Regions from separate parts of the Mus musculus genome. Here all the other regions are linked to region 2. A link is a contact called in public ChIA-PET, HiChIP or PLAC-seq and capture Hi-C data. All regions are on one chromosome and are shown on one strand. The core of a region is the stretch at or near the end of the contact, and the rest is flanking DNA. Distances in the headings are between cores, read along the strand shown. Region 1 has its middle 88 kb from the start of Atp10a. Region 2 holds the start of Ube3a (ubiquitin protein ligase E3A). Region 3 has its middle 32 kb from the start of Atp10a. Region 4 holds the start of Snrpn (small nuclear ribonucleoprotein N). Region 5 has its middle 76 kb from the start of n-TEttc7. Region 6 has its middle 53 kb from the start of n-TEttc7. Region 7 overlaps Atp10a (ATPase, class V, type 10A).

Evidence for each region. ChIA-PET counts read pairs in DNA pulled down with a chosen protein or histone mark. HiChIP or PLAC-seq counts read pairs in DNA pulled down with a chosen protein or histone mark. Capture Hi-C pulls out chosen DNA fragments and counts their contacts.
Region 1: an RNA polymerase II ChIA-PET map of memory CD8 T cells shows a contact between it and region 2, with 28 read pairs. The contact joins the enhancer-like site here to the promoter of Ube3a in region 2. A contact is called at or near these places in 8 of 39 promoter capture datasets (the 3T3-L1 cell line, the C10 cell line, the HPC-7 cell line and 4 more), 1 of 484 Hi-C or Micro-C datasets (the HPC-7 cell line) and 6 of 115 datasets of contacts at active chromatin or transcription factors (bone marrow-derived macrophages, embryonic stem cells, memory CD8 T cells and 2 more).
Region 3: an H3K4me3 HiChIP or PLAC-seq map of pro-B cells shows a contact between it and region 2, with 3 times the contacts expected there. The contact joins the enhancer-like site here to the promoter of Ube3a in region 2. A contact is called at or near these places in 8 of 39 promoter capture datasets (the 3T3-L1 cell line, 3T3-L1-derived adipocytes, the C10 cell line and 4 more), 3 of 15 datasets of contacts at CTCF or cohesin (CD8 T cells, the NIH/3T3 cell line and large pre-B cells), 1 of 484 Hi-C or Micro-C datasets (adipose-derived mesenchymal stem cells) and 17 of 115 datasets of contacts at active chromatin or transcription factors (the 230-238 cell line, CD8 T cells, the NIH/3T3 cell line and 11 more).
Region 4: a capture Hi-C map of embryonic stem cells shows a contact between it and region 2, with 3 times the contacts expected there. The contact joins the promoter of Snrpn here to the promoter of Ube3a in region 2. A contact is called at or near these places in 2 of 484 Hi-C or Micro-C datasets (the G1E-ER4 cell line and embryonic stem cells), 6 of 115 datasets of contacts at active chromatin or transcription factors (embryonic stem cells and stem cell-derived neural progenitor cells) and 1 of 9 other capture datasets (embryonic stem cells).
Region 5: a contact with region 2 is called in an RNA polymerase II ChIA-PET map of memory CD8 T cells, with 15 read pairs. The contact joins the enhancer-like site here to the promoter of Ube3a in region 2. A contact is called at or near these places in 1 of 39 promoter capture datasets (hippocampal neurons) and 4 of 115 datasets of contacts at active chromatin or transcription factors (the NIH/3T3 cell line, double positive thymocytes, large pre-B cells and 1 more).
Region 6: a contact with region 2 is called in an RNA polymerase II ChIA-PET map of memory CD8 T cells, with 19 read pairs. The contact joins the enhancer-like site here to the promoter of Ube3a in region 2. A contact is called at or near these places in 2 of 484 Hi-C or Micro-C datasets (CD8 T cells and Th2 cells) and 6 of 115 datasets of contacts at active chromatin or transcription factors (double positive thymocytes, large pre-B cells, memory CD8 T cells and 3 more).
Region 7: a contact with region 2 is called in an RNA polymerase II ChIA-PET map of memory CD8 T cells, with 30 read pairs. The contact joins the enhancer-like site here to the promoter of Ube3a in region 2. A contact is called at or near these places in 5 of 39 promoter capture datasets (the C10 cell line, the HPC-7 cell line, hematopoietic stem and progenitor cells and 1 more), 1 of 484 Hi-C or Micro-C datasets (myocytes), 15 of 115 datasets of contacts at active chromatin or transcription factors (the 230-238 cell line, CD4 single positive thymocytes, CD8 T cells and 10 more) and 1 of 9 other capture datasets (adipose tissue).

Annotation. Positions count from the first base shown.
Region 1 is chr7:58,568,165-58,571,362 of GRCm38.p6, forward strand. No RefSeq gene overlaps it. Among named protein-coding and RNA genes, the nearest start is that of Atp10a, 88 kb to the right of the region's middle. Within about 2 kb of position 1,252, at least 22 of the 459 cell types and tissues checked have an H3K27ac peak or open chromatin away from gene starts, as enhancers often do. A contact at or near this core is called in memory CD8 T cells and regulatory T cell precursor, where this site is marked.
Region 2 is chr7:59,226,770-59,230,159 of GRCm38.p6, forward strand. Ube3a (ubiquitin protein ligase E3A) reads left to right here and starts at 1,981. Exons shown (of 11, transcript NM_001033962.2): 1 at 1,981-2,502.
Region 3 is chr7:58,625,079-58,628,240 of GRCm38.p6, forward strand. No RefSeq gene overlaps it. Among named protein-coding and RNA genes, the nearest start is that of Atp10a, 32 kb to the right of the region's middle. Within about 2 kb of position 1,868, at least 107 of the 459 cell types and tissues checked have an H3K27ac peak or open chromatin away from gene starts, as enhancers often do. A contact at or near this core is called in the 230-238 cell line, CD8 T cells, the NIH/3T3 cell line and 5 more, where this site is marked.
Region 4 is chr7:60,003,587-60,006,953 of GRCm38.p6, forward strand. Snrpn (small nuclear ribonucleoprotein N) reads right to left here and starts at 1,613. Exons shown (of 10, transcript NM_013670.4): 1 at 1,450-1,613. Snurf (SNRPN upstream reading frame) reads right to left here and starts at 1,613. Exons shown (of 10, transcript NM_033174.4): 1 at 1,450-1,613. The coding sequence starts at 1,463. All of the region lies in intron 6 of Snhg14 (small nucleolar RNA host gene 14), which reads right to left.
Region 5 is chr7:58,473,961-58,477,133 of GRCm38.p6, forward strand. No RefSeq gene overlaps it. Among named protein-coding and RNA genes, the nearest start is that of n-TEttc7, 76 kb to the left of the region's middle. Within about 2 kb of position 1,446, at least 24 of the 459 cell types and tissues checked have an H3K27ac peak or open chromatin away from gene starts, as enhancers often do. A contact at or near this core is called in memory CD8 T cells, where this site is marked.
Region 6 is chr7:58,450,773-58,453,841 of GRCm38.p6, forward strand. No RefSeq gene overlaps it. Among named protein-coding and RNA genes, the nearest start is that of n-TEttc7, 53 kb to the left of the region's middle. Within about 2 kb of position 1,404, at least 21 of the 459 cell types and tissues checked have an H3K27ac peak or open chromatin away from gene starts, as enhancers often do. A contact at or near this core is called in CD8 T cells, Th2 cells, double positive thymocytes and 3 more, where this site is marked.
Region 7 is chr7:58,684,240-58,687,660 of GRCm38.p6, forward strand. All of the region lies in intron 1 of Atp10a (ATPase, class V, type 10A), which reads left to right. Among named protein-coding and RNA genes, the nearest start is that of Atp10a, 28 kb to the left of the region's middle. Within about 2 kb of position 1,897, at least 109 of the 459 cell types and tissues checked have an H3K27ac peak or open chromatin away from gene starts, as enhancers often do. A contact at or near this core is called in CD4 single positive thymocytes, CD8 T cells, the HPC-7 cell line and 5 more, where this site is marked.

The DNA of each region.
Region 1 (3,198 bases), core at 2-2,501, 660 kb before region 2:
CTTCCTCCAACAAGACTACACCTCCCAGTCCTTTCCCCACTGAGCATCCCACACCAAGCATTCAAACATATGAGTCTAGGAGGATTACTCTCATTCTACTCATGACACTCCTGAAACACAGAAGAGGACTTTAAAAGACTGTTTTAAACTTATTTTGGGAGTGCTGTGTGTGTGTGTGTGTGTGTGTGTGTGTGTGTGTGTGTGTGTGTGTGTGTGTGTGTCAGGCTTGGGGTGTCCATCTTTTCCTGTCTGAGCCATCTTGCCAGTTCAAGGAAGAGACAAGTTTCTTTTTGGAACTGAAGACTAGTTCCCCTATAAGATTAGCTCACAGTATAAACAACATCCCTCAGAGAGCCCAGACAAATGTTGACCTAAGCTACCCCCACCCTGAGGCTTTATGTATCTCCCAAAAATACTTTCTCTTTTTTGTTTGAAGCCTCACCGTCACCCATCTCCTAAGAGGATGCAATTTCTAAACTCTGGTGGGATGTTGGGAGAGTGAGGGCCTCATAACCCAGATACATTTCTCTGCTCACTACAACTCTAACACTCCAGCTGAAAACTGAGCCTCCAGAGGTGAGAAAGACAGTTTCTTGGGCCCCAAAGAGAAAGCTATGGGAAGTCAGAGGCATCCCTGAGTCAATCATAAGGGGTGGAAGACTGAGTCCCAGAGGACATTTTATAGAGAGATATCTGGAATGTAGTAAGGAACAATGAAAGTTAAAAAACAAAACAAAACAAAACATGAGAGGACAGGAAAGAACTCAGCTGAAGATAAACCAAGGCAGCACCTGAGGTGTGGCAATCATATCCACGGTGCTAGGCAGAGGAAGTTGGGGGAATGGGGGGGGGGGGGCAGGGGCAGGAAGCCAACAGCAAAAGTGCAGGCTGCTTCCTAGAGTGAGAGTGTCGGGTGTACTTTGCAACTGTTGTTCTAGGCTTGAGAAGCTCATTTCAGTACTCCTGACATTTTGGGTAAGATAATTTTTGTGAGGGCCACCTTGAAAATTGTAGGGTACCTAACAGAATTTTTGGATTTCACCCACAAGATTCCAGTAGTTAGAAAACACCAAGTCTCTCCTAAAGGGAAAAACCAGTACCCACTCAAAAATCATTCAAGCATTTTCCCAGTTCAGGTGGGATTGGTCAAAGACTGGGAAAGAGTCTGTGGAAGCCTCATGGGCAGGGTCTGTGTCAGGGTGAGACAGAAGTACCACCTGGAAGAATGTCTGAGACTAAATAACATGAAAGTGGGAGTGAGCAAGAGCCTACAATGCCAACAAGACATGGTGGCTGATATGTCATGTTAATGACAAGCTGGAGTCACTGAGCAACAAGGGGAAGTTCCACTGGCAAATGCCCCATTATAAGTATTTTTCAGTAAGGATGTAAGCATTTACTATGAGATTTCTTAACATGAAGCAGGAAAGATATTTTGCGTTTAGTCATAAAAACATCAACCTAAAGGGAAAGAGTTTGCTGACATTCACTGTCAGAGATTTCAGTCCGGGCTCACTTGACCCATTTAGCCTATGGTACAGTGGCAATCATGGCTGAAACTTTTGAGTAGAGGAAACTGCTCAGTTCATCAGACAGCAAAGAGACAGACAGAGGGCTTCACAGACCCAATATCTCCTTCAAAGGCATGTCCTACATCCTCACCTCAGTAGGTCTATCTTTTATAGATTTCACTAATTGACAGCAGGACTCAGAAGCTGATAATCATGCCTATAACGCATGGATATTTGGAGATATTTAAGATCCAAACTGTAATAACCCAATAGAAGCTAAATGCTTCTTTCTGGATATCATTTCTTTACAGGCAGTCAGTGAAGCTCTGACCTTACCTTGAGCCTCCTAGGGAAATGTTTTGGAAGAATCAACTGAGTAAGAAAGTAGGGATGTGGACTCAGAGAGCAAGGGAGCACAGGAGACTCACAAGAAATTAAAGTCAGAGGTCACAGAGAACAAGAGAGGCAGCTATCAGTGGAGTATCTAGAATAAATGTGGCCAACAGTCTGAGTGGGTAAGAAGATACAGGGAAGAGGAACTGGTGAGAAGGGTGGAGGAAGAGCAGGAAGAGTCCAATACATCCCAGCACCAAAGATATCTAAACTGCCTTGGGAATCAGATGCCTTTCTGTGTCAGCTAATGTCAGAACTGGTCTGCTTATCTTTCTACGTCACATGCAAATCTGTACTATCAGCTTCAATGTTCTTGGCAATTCCATTATCATTCTTCCACACGAAAGTGACAAGCCCCAGCATCACTTCACCTAATCCCTTTTTATCCTTTGATAGCTAATGTAAATATAGATATTGATGTAACAATTTAGTTTCCCAGAGTTCCAAAGTCAGTCAGTTCTTGTAGGTTGCCAAGGCCGCTCTCTATCCCCTTTGCCAATGTTTTCATTATATCAAATCTAAGTTATATTTCTGTCTTTCCAAAATCCCATTTTAATCATTCCATTCCCTTGCTCAGCAGCCATCTGTGAGTGTCATGGAAGCTCAGCCTCAAATCTTCCCTCCTTACCTTGTGATTTGATGCCCTCTTCTATGAGGTCTCATCTACAAATTCCCACAATAAACTTGTGATCCAACACCAGCTCAAATCCTGGATGTTCTACTCTCATTGTCTTTTCTCATGCTGCGTTTCCTGCTTGAAGGAGCACTGCTCCATCACCTGCCTGCCAACAGCATCACTTCCTTCAGGCATGATCCCCTTCTTTCCAGGGCCTCAGCTGCCTATGGCTTCTTTTTATCTCTACATCACAGTACATTATTATCTATATGTTTACTGTATCCTCCCAGGTGGCTATGGATATCCGAGGGATTGCATCAGTAAAGATCTGCATGTGGCCAATGCTTTTGTAAATGCAAGCTGAGAATGAAGTAAAAACCGACAAAGAAGCAATTTCAGTAGCATCCTGCTGTCTGATTTTTTTTTTTTTTTTACTTTTATGGGAAAATGGACACCAAGAGACACAAGTGCTAGTTGGAAATTATCCACTTTAATTAAAGAAAGATAGGGATGAGAACTTAAGGGAGGAGAGAGAATGAAAGAAGCTCTGGCTTTGTCTATTGTTTGAAAACTTGCTCTGAAAATGAGAAGACAGCAGGTAAAAACAAACAAACACCATTCAAAATTTTACTGATATTTCCAGAACTCACAGACAGAAGTTACAATATTATATAATAA
Region 2 (3,390 bases), core at 731-3,230:
AGAATGAATATGCTTATACAGTTGCATGGTTCTTTTACATTTGAAATGAGAAAATATTTCAAACTATTGAGGCTCATTTAGACCTTATTACACACCTAGATACCAAGTAGCCTTTCCTAGAAAGTGTGTCTGAAAAATGAAAAAATATTATGAAAAGTATACAAATATGTTGGCAGGAATCATTCATGGTAATAATTTTTAGCATAAATATTGACTTCTCAACCTCTCTTTGAGATAGTCTCTTTTTATAGTGAGGCCTGCCATAGAACTCAAGATTTTCCTGCCTATGTTGGGGTTTCAGGCATGTACCTTTATGTCTAGCATTAATGTTTCTAAATTTTAAAAATGATAAATCAAAATACATGAAGTCCTGAACATCAGAGGCCCATATAAGAATACATATTGAACATTAAGTAAATAATTTCTTCAGATTGTTAAGAGAAATTAGTATTCTCCATGATCTCCATATAGAACTTGACTGGCACTTGGATATGTATTTCCTTTAAACTTTTAAGCTTTTTAGAAGTCTGGGCTGCTGGCTACATTTTGATAATTCACATGACTAGACCATGACCTTTCATTTTCAGACTTTTATTTAGGAGTGAATAGCTGAAAGCGTCTTCACATGCTGCAACAGTTTATGTACTTTACTTTTCTTAGCAGTCTAATGATTTTCAGTTTTGGTTTTGTATTTAAATAGTTTGCAAAGATAACTCTTTAAAGGGTTACATTTATTACTGGCCCCTTTCATATAATACAATGGTATTCCAAATGAGGATCTTTAATGGATGGAGAAAAAAAAAGAATAGAAAAAATTTAAAGTATCTTAAAATCTGATATAACAGTTGCACTTATTATTTATCCTGTAATAGTTTACACACACACACGCCTATTATTTTTTAATTTTAAAAAATTGCAAGCCTTTAATCCCAGCATTCAGAAAGCGAATCTCTGAATTCAAAGCCAGCCTGGTCTACAGAGTGGGTTCCAGGACAGCCAGGGCTTCACAGAGAAATCTGTCTTGAAAAACCAATAATAAAAATATTTTTTATAGTGGGGAGATCTTTCATATATATATGATGTGTATATATATATACACACACATACACACACATTATAGGAGCTGTAATAAACAGAAAAGCACATTAATACATGTGATTGTTACATTTTGAGCACTAGATGATTAAGGCTTACTAAGTTGCAAGCCAGGAAATAACATGTCAGCTAGTCTTTATAATAATTTAGTGTCAAAATCATTAACAACAAACCTAAGTTAAACCCTCACTCCGGTACCAACAAGTCACATGGCTCTAACAGGGTTCGGGTGTTCTGTAAATCAAAATTAGTCTCTATCCACGTGTGATCAAGCAAGGCGGTTTCTTCTCAGTTGACATCTACTGGAAGACAACACAGGAGGGGCTGGGCTTTTACCTACTAGTCTGGTAAGCCAGTGACATATCATGTTCTGGCAGAGGCTGATGGCCTTGTTTGCTGAAAGGTTGCCCAATCTCAACGCCTGAATCCTTTACTCGGACAGTTCGGATGAAAAGTCGTAAGGGTCAGCTCTAGCAACAAAACGCTTCTATGCCTCCTCGTGCCGCCAGTAGGCTACACCCTCTTGGCCTATTCGTCCCTCTGACTCCTGGGCTTTGCTAGGCTGGGTAGACCTGTCCGCTCTCGCGAGTACACCGAAGCACACTGGTCTATAGATTGAGTAAAAGGAGCAGAGGCTAAAAACACCAAGCCTCTCTCAGCCCAGTCTCAAGATGGCGACGATGCTGGCCAGCTTCCACCCAGCCCAAGGCCATCTCCCCTTCCCAAAGGCCCCTGCGCCGCAGGCGAAGGCGAGCTAGAGGAGGGCCCCACAGAGCTGCGATCGGGGCGGGGCAGAGCCCGTCGCCATCCCACGCACGCGCAACCCCGCCTCGCATCCCGCCTCCGGACTCCGAGCCCTCGCCCGGCAGGGTTGGCGCGCGCTGCCTGTCGGGATACTCGGTCCGCCCACCTAGTCCTCTCGTCCAGTGCTGCGTTCGCGAGATCCGTATTTCTCCCAAGATGGTGGCGCTCCTCTTTGGGTGACTCCAGGAGACGACAGGGCCTTTCGTCTTTGCCAGCACCTCGTCGCCCCTCCTGCGCTCGCTCTCTCGCTCGCGCACCGGGCCACGCAGCTGTTCACCGCCTCGTTACGCTTCTCTTCCGTCGACCTGTCGCTGACGGTGGCGCCTCCTTCTGCTTCTCTTCGGAGTTGCTCGCCGCCCTCGCCCCCCACTGTGGACAGATCGCGACAGCAGCGCTTCAGCGCCGACTTCAAGGTTGCCCAGGCGCCTGGCCTCTCGGCCTCGGTTTCCTGAGGAGAAGCGCGGGTCCCGCATGAGACCCGGCGGTGGCGCCAGCGAAAGGGAACGAGGCGGTGGCGGGCGGCGGCGGTGGACGAGGGCGACAAGGACCAGTGAGGCGGCCGCAGCTGCGAGGGCCGCAGCCCACGCGCGGGGGCGAGGACAGGTCAGTGCTGCTGCGGCTGCGGCCTGCCCGGCGCGCTCCCTCTGGTCTGTACCGCCGGTCCCCTCGTCACCCTCCGGCCCGCGCTGACAGGGTAGGCGCCGGGCCCTCACCCGCCTCCGTGAGCGAGTGCTTGGGGCGCGTGGTCTGGAGGGGCCGGTGCCAGGACTAGGCCCTGGTGGCTGCGGCTGCTGCAGCCTTAACTGTCAGTGCTGGCTGGACGCAGGAGGGAGGGTTTTGTCACCCACGGGTACCCGAGTGGGCCCGGGGTGGGGCGGACGTGCAGGGCGTCGAGATCGGGGGCCTCATCTAAGCAGAGATCGGAGAGCCAGCCGTGGCTTCAGGCTGCGAAAGGCAGGCCTTTTCCTCCAAAGGGGCGCTCTGGTGGGGAAGACATATTTAGATGTGTGCTTAGTGGGTTGGGGTATTGGGGGTGGATTGGAAGGAAGACGGATGAAGCGGCACCTCAAGCCCAAGGATTGCGCTCTGGTTTTATTCGTGTGCTGCTTCTGGTAGGATTCAGTAGTTGAACGTGAGTTACTGATTCCTCAGAAACTGCTGTGTTAATTTTCAATGCAAACCTGTAAGCAGTTGGCCTCCTCCTCTTCTCCCCTCCCCCTTTTCAGTTGAGAAAATGAAAAGGACGTTTTCCCCATTTTGATGCGGAGGCTTTTTGTTGGAAGAATCAGAGTTGAATGTGCTATAATTGCGTTAGCCTTAAAAATAGAAAGTATAATTTTAATAAGACTTTATCAGCTTTAGAAGAATCCTCTAAAGACAATTTTACGTCAATTTTTTTTATGTCTTTTGAGCATGCTAAAATAGAACAGTATAAAATCTCTTTGGGATTGCGTTAAATAGCTAGTGTACTGTTGGAAATGTTAACTAAAT
Region 3 (3,162 bases), core at 618-3,117, 600 kb before region 2:
GGATGAAGAAGGAGGGGGAGGAGGAGGATGAAGAAGGAGGGAGGAGGAGGAGGAGAGCACAAAAACTCCCTGGGTTATATAGGGAGGAATCTCATGGGGAAGTGTAGACCAGCACCTGGGCTGCAAAGTTAAGGGTTGGGGGCAGGGTATGCTAAATAGGACTGAAAGATGCTAGGAGAACCTGGATACTAGGTCTGCTTTGGTATGTTAAATATGCACCTCAGTGCCTTGTAACTAAACAATGTTAACCAATAGAACAAATCAAAGACCCAAACAGGAGCACACATAGCTTCTGCTGCTTGGTATCAAACCAAGACACCAAGAACGGAAGCTGAGGAAAAGAAAGAATCTTCAACAAATGGTTCTGGAAAAAGTGGATGCTCACATGCAGAAGAATGAAACTAGACCTGTATGTATTGCCCAACTAACTCCAAATGGATCAAAGACCTATACATGAAACCTAAAGCTGAAATTGTTAAAAGAAAGCATAGATAGGTGGTATAGGTTTAAGAAAGGACTTTCTGAGTAGGACTCTGCTTGCTAAGAATTAAAGCCAACAATTTATTGTGCCTGAGCTGGGTGTGGTGGCATAAACCTTTAATCCCAGTATTTAGGAGGTAGAGGTAGATGGATCTCTGATTTCAAGGCTACCTGGTTAATGGAGTGAGTTTCAAGATAGCTAGGGCTACACACACACACACACACACACACACACACACACACACACACCTGAAATGTAGTATATAAGCACTATGGGATATTTAGGTGTAAACAAAAGTGAAATCATGAACTTTGCAGGTAAATGAGTAGAACAAAAAAGATCACATTGAGTGAGGTAACCCAGCCCAGAGAAGCAAACACAGCATGTTCTCTTGTATTCAAGGCTCCCAGATCCAAATCGTCAGATGCAAGCACACAGCCTAAAGTAACTATGTAGTACACTGCCCCTAATTACTACAGAGACCAGGAAAGTAAAATGAGAACATTGCCAGGATAGAAGGGTTAAGGAGCAGTGGAGAGGGTTGATTGGATCTACAGAGATAAAACTGGCTGATACAGAGAGCTGTATAATATGATTATAACGGAAGTTTAAACATAGAAGACTGAACTAAATCTCTTTATCTTCCAGCAAAAGAAAATATCTTAAGTTTGAATGAAAGTAGTCTAAGTTTGACTCAAATTTTGAAAATTAGAACCACTAAAAGAAAAGACTAACAATAGAAAACTGATTTTTGAGTATATATCACCTTACAGGAAAAAAATACACATAATTTTAATCTTAGGAAAAGGTAATTCACCTCACATAAATAGAAAAAACACAAGCCAATGCACTACTGAGACAGCATTTCACATCTGCTAGGATGACAAACATAAAAACTATTGATGAAAAGCCACACTGAGCCAAAGGAACAGATGCTGGCGGCACTGTGACAGAGAACAACTGGACAATACCAAGCAAAATCACACTGTTTACTCACGGTCCTAAAATCATACTTCCAAGAACCTAGCTTACAGATCTACTTGTAAAAATATGAAAATATGTAGGTGGGGTGTTTATTCACTGCAGCAAAAGACCAAAAATAACTCACACGTAAACTTACAGGAAACCGGTGGAGCGTACCATGGGCACCCTGAAACGGTAAGAGCCTAAGGGAATCTGGGAGTGGTTGTTATTCTCCTGACTGTATTTATTTTAAAACTGTTGTAATGAAATCATAAGTACTGCATATAATCTCTCCCCAGGGAGATCACCCTCAGAGAAAGTTATGTTCTTATTCATTGACACAAAGATCTGAAGAGTGGCCTGAGCCTCTCACCAGCGTGGGACAGCCCTCTATTGAGAAAGCTCTGAGGGTTTCTAAGTCTAAAAGTCATTGCGGTAAGACTTCTGCCTGGCCCCTTTACAGAGAAATATTTTGTTACCATCGCAATGCTTTCCCACTTTTCAAATGTCTGACTCTGGCTGCCCTTCAGACTTGAGTTGGCTGCATCCACCAGAACTGCTGCAGTCCCTGGCAGCCTGAAGCAACTGCAGAGAAATGCCTGTGTTCTGATTATCTCTCTTTTCAGAATTGCAAAAGCCCAAGGTCGTTTGTTTGTTTGTTTCTTTGTTTGTTTGTTTGTTTCTCGCTGCTCTGGGCTAATAGCTAGCACCACGTGGGGAAGTTGAGTAATTCCAAGAGCTGTTCAGTTTCTTCATTCATCTCAAACATAGCTCCATCCCCCAGCACTGGAAAGTAATCATAACCTCCCATCCAAAAAATTTTAATGAAAGCATGCATTCACAACTATTCATGTGAGTGGGTATATAAACTGTGGTACATTGATAGAATGAAATATTATTCAGTTCTAAAAAGCAATGAGATATGAGAAGGTATGAGAGAAATGCAAATGTATGTCAGTGAATAAAAAAAAAAGAATTAGGAATGTAGCATTCTTGAAAACATAAATCCGTGGAGACAAGAAAAAAATCAGGAGCTGGGATGTGACTTAGTCATAGGGCATTTGTCCAGCACCATGTGAGATCCTGGACTGAATTCCTAATGTTAGAAAAAGATGAAAAGGTGAGAGAGAAAGAAGGAAGCAGGACAAGGAGGGAGAGAGGGAAAGGAGGGAGAGGAAAGCTCAATGGTTGCTGTGGGTTAATGGGAAGGAAGGGTGAATTGGAGGATCAGAGAAGTGTCAGCAGAGAAAGACAATTAAATATTGTAAGGATAAGTACTTCCCATCATACATTAGTTCAAATCCATGGAGTGCGCACCAAGAGTGAAACCTAAGCACAGAGATTTTAAGTGATAATAAGGCAAAAGCAAGTGATTACCTATGATTACCTATACTCTGATTGAGGTAGGGCAATGCACACAGGGGCAAAGGGTACATAGGGATATTGCACCTTTCTTTCAATTTCACTACAAATATAAAACTACTCTAAAATGTATTTGTTAAAAACAATAGTTTGCACTGATAAATAATATTAGAGAAACTGAAAGGTGTTATTAATATATTGAAGGTTAAGTTACCTAAAAATAGCATGTAGTTGTATCACCAGTTCCTACAAAGACATCCATGGCTCATAGTCCATCAGAATAACAAACACTTCAGATTGTGCTTCCACACACTCCCTGACCACACCCCAGTCCTAGGAATCAAACTCAGAGCCTT
Region 4 (3,367 bases), core at 363-2,862, 780 kb after region 2:
AGGTCTGGCCATTCTACACAGGTTCTCTTCTCAACAACTCCCCCCTCCACCAATATTGGTACATTCCGTTTATCTACCTCAGTAGACCCCACCCTGGAAGCACCCAGAAGCAGACTGCCACTGGACTGCAGGGCTAAAAATGACACCCTACGGCCTCAGTACCAGACTTTGTACGGTAATTACCTCCATCCATGGGTCAGAGTTCCAAGGCCCCAAACCAGAAGCACTCTGGCCACCTGCAACCAACCTGGACACACAATCACTTCTCTGACTTGCAAGTATCTTTTTGCCACACAACCACATGATCTTGAGAAGTAGTTATAGAGATCTCAGAGAAAATCACCCACTAGCGCTCACCTTCCACCCTACCATACCACCACTACACAGCTCTGACATCCTTGAAGCCACATGAAGCAGCAACAGAGCTCCCAGAATGCCCCCATCCCCCACACCCTGCGCGCACCCTCAGCCTAAAGGCCACAACAGCAGAGCTCCCCCAAACATGAACTAAGAGGCGACAGAGCTACCGCTCCCTCTACCCTAGGCTCACAGGCTGTGGCAATGGAGCTACCACCCCCATAGCCCGCAGGCCGCGGCAACAGCACTCCAGTAGCCCCCACCCTGAACACACAAGCCATGGCAACCAAGCTCCCAGCCCTCAGGCCACCGCCACACAGCTCCAGTTCCCCAGACCCCTGAAGGTGCTCCCATCCCCCAGACCACACAAGCTGCGACCGCCCATTTCTCATGCCCTGTAGCACATAGGCTGCTGCGGCAACAGAGCTCCCTCCCCACCCCCACCCCCACACCGCGGAGAAAACAGACTGCGACACTGCGGCAGCAGAGTTCCCACGCCCTGTAGCCCACTGGCTGCATCAACAGAGCCACAGCCTTGGACAAGAGTGTCCACCCAGCCCCGTAGCCCACAGGCTGCGGCAACAGAGCTCCTGCATCCTGGAGCCCACAGGCCGCACAGTAACAGTTACAAAATCCCGGACTCTACAGGTTCCTGCAGCGGCAACAGAACTTCTATCCACACCCACCCCCAGAACCAACAGAGCTCCGGCATTCTGGAGGCCACAGGCCACACAGTTAATAGTTCCAAAATCTCTGGACCTACAAGTCGCGGCAACACAGCTCTGACTTCCAGGAGTCCAGAGGCCGCGACAAAAGAGGTCCCGCATCCTGGAGCCCCCACGCTGCGGCAACACAGCTCCTGCATCCAGGATCCCAGTCACAACCTCAGACCACCATAATAAAGGCAACGCGTTACACGCAGGTGCCGCACTAACACACCCAAGGAGTCCGTCTGCCGGCTCCAAAGGATTGCTCACCAATTCTCAAAAATAAAGGTATCTGGGTTGTCAAAAATCTTAATAAGCCCAAATCTAGAATGTTTTGGTCAAATAGGATGCACTTTCACTACTAGAATCCACAAGCCCAGCTGACCTTCCTCGCTCCATTGCGTTGCAAATCACTCCTCAGAACCAAGCGTCTGGCATCTCCGGCTCCCTCTCCTCTCTGCGCTAGTCTTGCCGCAATGGCTCAGGTTTGTCGCGCGGCTCCCTACGCATGCGTCCCAGGCAATGGCTGCACATGCGCACATTTTTGCCGCAATGCAGGGGTCTCTGTCCCTCTGACCGGAATGTCCTGCCAAAAGGCAGCTACCAAAAGGAATGCTTGAGCATTCCTACTGCGGAAATTTGAGCGTGTATTAAAAAAAAAAAAATCACTGTCAATCTGGAATAATGGATATAATTGCCTATTACTAAATACATTTAATTTTTTAAAAAAATTGCTCCCAAGTGATTGCAAGCATCACACAGATTTTTATTATGTGGGAGAGGAAAAAAGGTTTGATCTCCAATATGAGGAAGACTGGTTTCTAGGCTATATCATGTTACATAGTGTATCACACACACACACACACACACACACACACACACAATCAAACATGAAGCCCAGCCAAATTGTCAGATACTTAAAATTCTGTACAGAAAAAAAAGTTATCCTGATTCCTAATTCTACATTCTACATTAATGTAGTATTACTTGTATTTTCTTTCTCTGTGTTAGAACATATGACTGGGAGAAAACTATTTCCTCCAGATCATGGTGTGATTAAATTTTAATAGGAAGAACATTCAGTTATGAAACTTATGTATCTGCTTCTTTTGTTGTTGTTGGTTTTAGAGACAGGGCTTCCTAAATGTTGTTATGCCTGGGGGGTGAAAAGTAGACACTATTTACTAACAAATATATGACCTCATAGAAATGCCATCCAGTAATTCCAGCTCTTAGGAAACTTATTCTAAGAAAGCAGTATTTTTGCATACTCAAGGCCAGGTTCAATTTGTAACAATATCTAAAAACAAAAACAAAAACATTTTGTAGATTGTGGATACATATATAAGAATTTATTTCAGTTACTTTTGACCTATTAATTTCCTGTCTGCCTAGTAAAAGTATTATTGTGGTAGTAACTTCAATATGCAATTATTTGAAGATTAGGAAAACAAAATGGCAAGGAGAAAACTAAGGAAGCTAAATTTACATGGGTTTAGCATAGCTTAATGAGGGCCTGCAAGAACTGTTAATGAGGTATTCTAACAAAGTTGGAAGTTCTCTACTTCCCTTCCCCCCGCACTGAGCTAGCATCCAGTTCGCAAACATCCTAAATTCAACTTCAATGAAGATACATTCAGTTCTAAATGTAACCAAAACCTGAACTTTCGAAAACAGCTGAAGAAATCTATTTACATAGAACTAAACAATTAGATACTATTGTCAGTCACCATGGAAATGCAAATGAAAATCACAAGGACAGACTACTTATGGAAAAATGAAAAGACAATAGACTAGGGCTAGGAATGGTGGAGTGTAGCTCAGCGCTGCAGGGTGTGTATTTTGTTGTTGCTTTTCTGAGGCTGGTTCTTAATCTACCCCAGGTGTGCTTGGAAATTCCTTTGTTGCACTAACTGGCTTAAAACTCAGAATAAGCCAATAAGCCTTCTACCCTCATTACAGCAAGGGATCACCATGCCTGATTTTGTTCTTTTTTTTTTTTTTTTTTTTTTTTTTTTTTTTTTTTTTTTTGGCAGGGTAGAGGGCGTTGGGGTGGTAGTGAAGGAGGGGGTTGTTTTGTTTTCCCAAGATGGGGAGATTTTGAAACAGGATGTGTCATGGTTGGGTTGGAATTTTACCTTGCAGGAATTATGTGGTGCTAGAAATCAGACAGAGAGGGCACTTTGCAAGCCTGGGCCTCATAATAAAACCTTTCCTGTTGTTTTTTGTTTCTTAGACAGTCTCATTGTGTCCTTCTCACTGTCCTAGAATTTGCTATGTAGACTAGGCTGCATCAAAACTAC
Region 5 (3,173 bases), core at 196-2,695, 750 kb before region 2:
AAATGAAGATATTATTGAGTTTATATTGGTTGGACATGCCAAGCTAGGCAATCTGGGTGGTGAATCATCAATTGAAGGTATAATTATATGCATGATAATCATAACAAAGCAAGGATTTGGTCTGGACAGGAAGCTCAGCAGTTAACAGCACTTGTTGCCTTTGCAGAGGAACAGGGTTTGGTTCTATCATAGTCAATGGTCGATTGCTGTGAAGAGACGCCATAAGCAAAACATTATAATGGGAAACATTTATTAGGGATTGCTTACATTTTTGGAGGATTATTCCATTATCTCCCTGGTAGGAAGCATGATGGCACACAGGCAGACATGGTGTGGAGAAGGAGCAGAGAGAATCTGGATCCACAGGCAACAGAAAGAGACAGTGACCCACTTAGGTTCTAAAGAACCTCAAAGCCCACCCCAAGTAACACACTTTCTCCCACAAGGCCATACCTTCTAATCTTTTCAACAGTCCCACCCCCATGACTAAGCATTCAAACCTGTGAGTCTATGGGGTCATTCTCATTTAAATCCCAAGGGGTTCCCAGCATCAGACATGGATGCCCACAGCTGTAAGTGTAACTCCAATTACAGGGTATCAGATACTCTTACATGTTTTTAAAAAAAAATAAAGAAAAGCAATGATGGAACAGAGAGAGGGTGAGTAATGGACAATAGCTTTCCACATTCAATAGCACACAGGATACTTGCAGTCAGCCACAGTCAAAGGAATGTTTCAGAACAGCTCATTGGAAGCACTTCAGTGTTACCACGTGGGGAAGTGGCAGGTATTCGAGGTGACAGAAATGCCAGTTATGGTGACCTGACTGTTCCACGATACACTTGTGTACACCACCACCACAGTGCATGTGTGATTACTGTATATCAAGTAAAAATCAAAATGAAAGTCAAAAGTAAAGAAACATACTAAAGCCTGCCGTATTCCCTATTATACTAGGGGGAGTAACCAGGATGAGGGGAGATTTTATGTTTTATATATTTTTATCTTAAATGAACTTGTGCACATATTTCAATATATATCAAGGATTTGCCCAAAACATCGATAAAATCTTCACCTCCCAAAACTGGTTTAGAAATGTCTCCTCGTAAATAAACAGGGAACCAAATAAACCATTGGAGGCTGACAAAATTTTTCACTGTTTAGAGGGAAATACTCATAATTTTTACAAAGAGATTCTGTAGAAAAAGCTATGTTCAGTTGGTGGTTGTAAACCAGAAGTATGACTCCAGCCCTGATGAGTTGCAACAAATGAGATAAGTGTGAAGACAAAGGGCCCAGCTGGCCGTAATCTCTGAGCAAGTATCTGAGGTTCTACTTGGAAAGTGAAATCAAAGTGGAGTTAATAGAACTTTTTCTATTGTTAGGCAATAGGCAACCCTAGACAGGATGTGATTTGACAGTTATACGGTTTGGGAGATGACTGTACAGCTAATTCTCTCTGAGAAACCCTTGTTCAGTTCACTAACAATAACACAGCAGAGACCTGAGGTGACATTAAGGAAATAAAAGTCAATGACTTCCTCCAAGCTAGAAAGACTGTGTTCCTCACAGAGTGTCCTGGTAGCAAGTGAGTCACACTGAAGAGTGTGAGCACACGGAGCCAGCGATGTTCACTTAACGTATTCTGGAGTTGAAAATGTGCCTAGTTGGTTATTCAGAAATTCCCTTGGGAGGAAAGTCATCAGGAGACCACACTCAGGTAAAACATTGCCTTTCTGTGTGCTAAGGAACAAAGAATGGATTGCAAGAATGCTCCAAACAAGATTATGAATGACAACAACATGCTCAGGATTCAAGAAAGATGTTGTCTTCATTAGGATTTCTATTGCTATGAAGAGGCACCATGACCACAAAAATTCTTATGATGAAAAACATTTCATTGGGGCTGGCTTTCAGTCTAAAGGTTATGTCCACCATTGTCATGGCAGGAAGCATGGTGGCATGCAGGCAGACATGGTGCTGGCCAGTTAACTGAGAATTCTACACCTGGATCCACAGGCAGCAGGAAAAGTCTGAACTTTTGAAACCTCAAAGCTTATGCCCAGTGACACACTTCTTCCATCAATGTCACAACGTACTGCAACAAGGCCAATTGTCCCAATCCTTTCAAGTAATGCCATTTACTATGAGCCAGTCGGGACCATTTTCATTCAAACAAGCACAGGTGTGTCTATTCCTAAGGGAGGCAAAGTTCTGTATGAACTCACCCTGGAAAGTTTTTGTTTTATTATGTTGCTAATATTTCAAGTTATCATTTAATAAATGTTAATTTTATCATTCTTAACCTCCTTATGCATTTATAACCTACAGGAAATTTTTTTAAAATTCTCTCACAAATTTTGTTTTGTTTTTTCAAGACAATGTAGACCAAGCTGTCCTTGAACTCATGGGTGATCCTCTTGCCTTTGTTTTCTGAATGCTGAGATTTCTGGTATGGATTAGCACCCCAAATCTAATCATACACACACACACACACACACACACACACACACACTCACACACACACACATCGCCGCTGCCATCATCGTTGTCTTCATGTCATCGTCGTCATCATCATCATTACTCTAAAATTAATCTCCATGCTTCTTACAATCCCTGTGCATCCTCTTGGCTTGCAGGAATTTAGTTATGGTTCTAAGCTACAGTCAAGTGAAATGTGCTCAGCTGTGTTCAGAGTAGCATGGCTTCTGCATTTTTGTGGGTTGGAGAACTGAACCACTGCCTCTAGAAGCCCTGTGTTAAAGGCTTGATCTCAAGACTTTGGGACTATTGGTAGGTAGTAGGAGGTGGGGCTTATAGATGGAGTACATTAGGACACTTGGTCTAAGGGCATGCCCCTGAAGCTGCCTGTAGGACTATGGTCTTTCTTCTCACTTTGCTTTCTAGCTACCATGTAGTTAGTACTTTCCTGACCATATGACACCACAATGATGCACTGACTCCTCACAGCCCCAAAAGAAATAGAGTAAGAAATAGAGTCAAAATAAGCATTTTCACTTTTTTCTTTTTCTTTTATTAGGTTTTTTTCATTTATATTTCCAATGCTATCCCAAAAGTCCGGCATATCCTCCCCCCACCCACTCCCCTACCCACACACTCCCACTTCTTGGCCCTGGCATTCCCTTGTACTGAGGCATATAAAGTTTGCATG
Region 6 (3,069 bases), core at 154-2,653, 780 kb before region 2:
TCGAGGCTAGCCTGGTCTACAAAGTGAGTTCCAGGACAGCCAGGGCTACACAGAGAAACCCTGTCTCGAAAAAACAAAAACAAAACAAAACAAAAAAAGAATGGAATCGCTGGCTTAGGTGGAGAGCAAACACTCCACTCAAGCTGATTCAATAACTTTGGCTAAGGGACCAGCCCTGGGAAGATGGGCTGACCTTTTGCCAAAACTTAGAATACTTAGTTCTCTAGTGAGATACTATACTCTTTCCCAGAATGTTCCCTCCCTACTGCTGAAGATTATGTACTGCAGCCATGCAGGGTTTTTGCTATCTTTTCTAGGCATGTTTTTCTTAATAGTCCTGGTTTCCCTTACCCCAATATTTTTGGGCTTCTTTAACATGCAAGAAAAATAATATAAGAAGTTAAAGGGCAAAGTAAGAATAAGAACTCAGCCCCACTTCTACAGAGAGGATTATACAGTCCCTAAGACCCTGTCCCTAAGACCCTACCACATAGCGTCTGAGGGTGCAGGAGAATGTGGTACAGACTCAGTGCTCGGTTTTTGTAACTAATAACCAGAAACCCAGAGGGCATGGCTTTTCCAGACCCAAAACCAAGTTTTCTTGTTAAACTTCTTTTCAAAACTACAGGGTGGGAGAGAAGACAATTGTGTGATTTTACAACATTTGTGCTCCAGGATGTGTATCCCAGGTTAGGGGCTTTCCAACATTCCACAGGCAATATATCTGGAACCTTGCTCTTGTTCAGGGTCCTGGTTTAGGGGAGAGTTTCCCCTTATTTCTCTTTCTCTGTAGTCTTCCTCTACACCCTGTGGCTGCTTGTTGGCCAACATGTCTGGCTTCTAGGACAACTTCAGAGGTGTGGATTTTCCCTTCCCTCCTGCATTCTCCCCTGAGCAGCAGCTGTAGTTTTACATCTTGCCTGTCCTGTGAGTTTTCTTTTAAGTGCTAATAAAATTGCCCTGTACTTCCTTTTGAGTCCATTCTTAAACTCCTTTATAATGAGACTAAGGAGCTGAAAGGATACTCCAATTTCCCTTGTATCATTACTCTTCAAGATATATGGCTAGCAAAGGCTTTCCTCCTAGTCCATATGCTGTGTATTCATCCAGTTGTTTCCTTGGCTCTGCTGAAAGTTTTTAATTTCATGAAATCCCATTTGTGAAATGTTTCCCTGATTTCCCAAGAAGCACAGTTCTATCTGGAAGCCCTGGCTTACACTGTGTTTTCTACTTTCCAATCCTGAGTTTCAGGTCTTGCATTCAGGTCTTTGATGCATTTGTTGCTTTTCACATAGAGTGTGAGACTAAAATCTAGTTTCATTCTTCTACATGTAGATACCCGGTTTTCCAGCACCACTTGTTAAAGAAGTTGTCTCTTTTACATGTGTGTTTAGCATCTTTGTCAAGAACTAGGTGACTGTGGTTTTGTGGGCTTGTATCTGCATCCTCTATTCTAATCTATTGATCTAGGTGTTGGTGTCAGTACCCTGTTGTTTTTATAACTAGGGCTCTATTATAACTTGAAATTAGGTATGATGATGCCTGTTGGAGTATTCTTTTAACTAGAATGTTATTATGAGAGATGACTTTCAAAGTCCTTGTAATATAATATAAAGTATCATCCAATTTTTTGACAGTTACTTTGAGATACTCTGTGTCATCATTTGTGATTTCTTACATATTGTTGTTTATGTTCTCCATAAAACCATAATGGAGTTCAGTAAACTGTTTACAATTAACCAGTTTATGCCAGATCACTTGAAACTAGATCAGTGCAAAGGAGGAGGGGGTATGCTCTAGCCCAAACTGATATGACTTTTAGTCTGCCATCTAGCACGATGCTCACTTATGGCAAGCCATCAGTGCCAAGCAAAATGACTCTATAAAGAACAAATGCAATTATGGCTCTTGCCCTCACAGGCTAGGAGAGGAGCAGAAGCCAATGACATTATACATTAGTTGGGTGCTTCAAGCAGATGTCCCTGCAAGAAAGACAGATGGTCTGGGTGGTCTTGGCTGAGTTAATAAATGTTACAAATAATTTATGGGGCGCAGTATTTCTAAAAACTACACTTTTGATGTTAGCACTACATGAATATTATACTGTGTTCTTAGAGAAATTAAGATAACTATAATGTCACTAGGTAATAGTATCTATGGTAACATGTGGTCCACTGTTAACTAAAACTTCATTCTGTGGTACATGACTGTGATAAGAGTTAAGGTCTGGAAGGGGAGTTTTGGACAACACAGAAAGTAACAAGGTCCCAGGAAGAGAACAAATGCTTCCTGGAAGTGAGGTAGAGAGCCTGGATGCAGCTCAAATTAGAAGTCGGGGTTAGACAAGAATACTGAAGGTGCAAGGAATGCCATAGTTCTCTGTGTGGATCGGAAGAGGGTTAAGGCATGATCAAATTCACATCTAAAGACCCTCTGCAAGTCTCTATAGAGAACTGAATGGGGGGAAATGAGAACACCTGACCACCATATACCTGTCAATACTAAGACAGTACAGCTAGATAATGTACTAGAGCTTAGATCAAGGAGACTTCTGAATATACCCATTGTTACAAGAAAACTGAAGGAGGGGAAAATAAAATTCAGTAAGAAGAGAAAGTAGCAGCATATCCCTTGACGCCCAGTATAAAGTGTGGGTCATGAACGTCAGCATTTGGATCACAACGATTTTATTCCCCAGAAATAGCAAAAGCCATCTCAGCCCAACATGATTGTCTTAGTTAGGGTTCCTACTACCCTGACCAAACATCATGACCAAAAGCAACTTGAGAAGGCAAGAGTTTATTTCTCTTATATACTTTTGTCATAGTTCATCTAACTAGGCATAGTTCATCAGGCAACTATGAAAAGAACACAAATAGGACAGGAATTTGGAGTTAGGAGCTAATGCAGAGGTCATGGAGGAGTGCTGCTCACTTGCTTGCTCTTCATGGCTTGCTTAACCTGCTTTCTTATAAAACCCAGGGCCACCACCCCAGGGATGACCCACACAAAACTGACTGGGCCATCCCACATCAATCATCACACTACTCACTAATTAAGAAAATGCCC
Region 7 (3,421 bases), core at 647-3,146, 540 kb before region 2:
ACTCAGGTTCTCAGGCTCTTGTAGCAAGCATTGAGCCATCTCTCCAGCCCACTCCTCCACCTGGGTTAAGCTGCACACCTCGAACTGAAGAATTTCCTCCGGTCTCTGAGTCTTAACATTTTTGGAGCTGCAGTCCTTGGAAGCTTCAGCACACCCCAGTGTGGGCTGGCGTGGTAAAACTTGGAATGTAGCTGACCCAGCCCAGACTGAGGTAGATGTCTGAGGGCTGGGCCTATTATTGTTGTCAGTTCACCATAGAAAAATGTGAAAACAGAGACTTTTGGTGCTAGAACAAGATGGTATCAATTCACTTTAACCTGCTCCTCCCTGTACAACTTGACCTTGGAAGTAGTTCAATAGGCTACAATCAAAAGCCAAGGGATAATAATAGCAGGGGACCTGTAGGATCTGAGGACAACTGTCCGGGGCTTCTGTTCTAACTCCAGGTGCATCCAGCCTAGGCACAGGAGATCAGAATCTGAACCACTTGTCTGTGTAGACAAAAGCATTCACAGCACAGCTTAAAAAAAGATACTGTGGAGGCCCCATGGAGATCCAGGGTACCTCATGTCAGGTTCACAGCTAGGGTACCAGTCAGCAGGATGACCCCTTATTGTTCCACCCTTGTCTTCATCAGAGAATTATCTCATGTCTTGCTTGTTTTCAAATTGTGTTCTTTGTTTTGTTAATGTTGAATTTTGAGTACTTGTCATCATCTTGTATCTCACCGTTTTAAAATTTTTAAATTACATTGTGTGTGTGTGTGTGTGTGTGTGTGTATCCATGAGTATGTGTGCTCCTGTATACTCTAAAGAGGTCAAAGGACAACTTATTGGTTCTTGTGGGTTCCAGGAGTCAAACTCATATGGTGAGGCTTCCGGGCAGCTCCATTATCCTGTGAGCCATCCCATAGGTTCCAGTATGTTACCTTTCTGTACAAGTCAAATAGCTATGGTATAAAGAGATGTGCTAATGCACAAACACTGCTCATTATCCCTGTGCTGATTTAGGAATGCCACAGCCCTTTACTCTTGATGTTGGCATTGTAACTGTTAATGAGGGGAGGGCAATATGAACCACTGTTGGCACCAGGTAAACATGTTAACACACTTACTACAAGACATAGCATTCATAGAGAAATACTATTCTATTGTGTTATGAGATGTTCCTGAAATGCAAAGCTTATGGGTAGAGAGGCACCTACTGTTTGAGATGGATATATACTGAACACAGAGCAGGGTGAGAAAGTTCTCAGTTGGGGAGGTTTCTGAAACCGTGCTGATCACTAATGGTGAGGAAGGCTGCTTTAGTTAGGACACTAGTGCTCTGCAGTGTTTCCCATCTTTCTCTTGCTTGCTCAGGGAAACAGTTTAAGGACATATCACAGACAGTACTATTATCAGGAGCCACAGTTCTTAGAGGGGTGCTTCTCCCCAGAATCCCTAAGGGCCTTTACTGCATAATGACTTTCAAGATGCAGGGCATGAAATTTACAGCCACAACACTGTGAACTTGCCAGATCTTGAAAGCTAATCAGGGTTGGGCCTGATTAGTACTTGAATGAGAGGAATTTAAAACTTGATCTGAAGTTGAGTGATAACACTTAGTTGTTCAATCAAATTTTTTTTAAAGAAAAAGTCTATTCCAGGCTGGAGATGAAAGGGATAGCTGGGAGAACTGAGCCAAACCCTGAGGTTATAATTCTAACACTGTACAGCCTTTTGCGGAAAGGCCTCTTGGACTTGCACACTAATATGTGGCCACAAGGTCACACAAAAGTGGCTTTATGGGGGTAGGGCTGTGTCACCATCACTTAGCTGGATATACAGTGGGCCCTTTTCCATCTGACATTCTGGCACCTGTACTCCATTTGTTAAAGGAAATGGATGGCTAGGCAGATGACTAATGTTCTAGTGTCTTCTTCCTGTGTTTGTAGACAGGTAACTCAGGGCAACGAGCCATATATCCTTAAGCTTCTTGAATTCTTTTTCAGAGTAATGCACTCTTTACTTTTGGGATGTGTTAGTTGTGCATTGAAAAGTCCACTTTAAAAACCACTCTTGCATGGGTGAATATCCTTAGTCCAAACATCTCAGAGCACAACACAAAGCCCCCTTTGCTCTTGAGCTGCTGCTGACCCTGGAGCCTAGCTAGGTCTCACTCCTGAGCTTGAGTGCTTTTCCTCTCAGCCACACGAGTGCTTCGATTGCAAGCATGGACTGTGGATTCAGTTGTTAGAAATTTTTCGATGCCAGAAGTAGAAAGTGTTACAATGATAGACTATGGTCAAAGGGAAGGTGCACTCAAGTAATGAATAAAAGTCACTTCATGCTGTTTGTTTTAGGGGAATTATAAATACATTTGGACTTGGGAGCTATGCTGGCTAGTTTTTATTGTCAATTTGACACAACTCAGAATTACCCAAAAGAGAGAACCTCAACTGGAGGTATGCTTCAACCTGATTGGTCTGCTGCCGTGTCTGTGAGAGCCTGATGTGGGAGGGCCTGACCCACCGTCACTCGTCACTTGGGCAAGTGGGCCTGGGTTGTGTAAGAAAACCTAACTGAGAACGAGCCAGTAAGCAAGCGGGGAGGGAACTTCCTTCATGGTTTCTGTTTCAGCTCCTGTCCTGACTCCTCTCAGTGACAGTCTGTGACATGGGAGTGTAAGCCAAATGAACCCTTTCCTCCCCAAGTTGCATTTTCTCAGTGTTTATCACAGCAGCAGAAAGCAAACTAGGACAGATGGCATGCCTAAGACACAGTGCTACAGTATAGTGACTACACATACATGAGCATTCCCAAATGGGAAACATTTAAGTGTGAACCACTTTTGGTTCCAAGCATCTCGTATAAGGGATCCTCTACTATACCTGTTTCTGTTATGTTTGAATTGGAGCCAATGAGTACCCATGTTACCTCAGGAAAACCTGCATGTCTGGTTGAGTACATGTATAAAGTGCTTTTTCAAGTGGCTAGCTCCTTCTAACAAGTGAGGTGGACTCCCGGCAACTCTAGATGAGGATAAGGGTAGGTCTGTACTCTTCCCTGTGCAAGTCATAGTGTTGCCCATCTCTATGGCCTTGACATCCCCCCTGGCCTTCTTGTTCTGTAATTATTACAGCTTCTTAGTACTTGTATCACTTTCCAGAGCCACCTTTCTACCGTTTCTATATATATGAGTTTGGTTTGATTTTTAGCTGCTATTTCTGAGTAAAATTATGTAGTATCTGTCTCTGTGTGTCTGGCCTAATTCATAGGTTCATCTATGTTGTTATAAATATTAGGATTTCCTTTTATTTTTTTTGTTGGTAATAGATACATAATCTCTAAAATACCATGTGATGTTTTGACAAATTTTCTTTCTCTTTAGATTCTGAGTAGTAGTTCACGGTGCCTACAAGCCACACTATTTATTCATC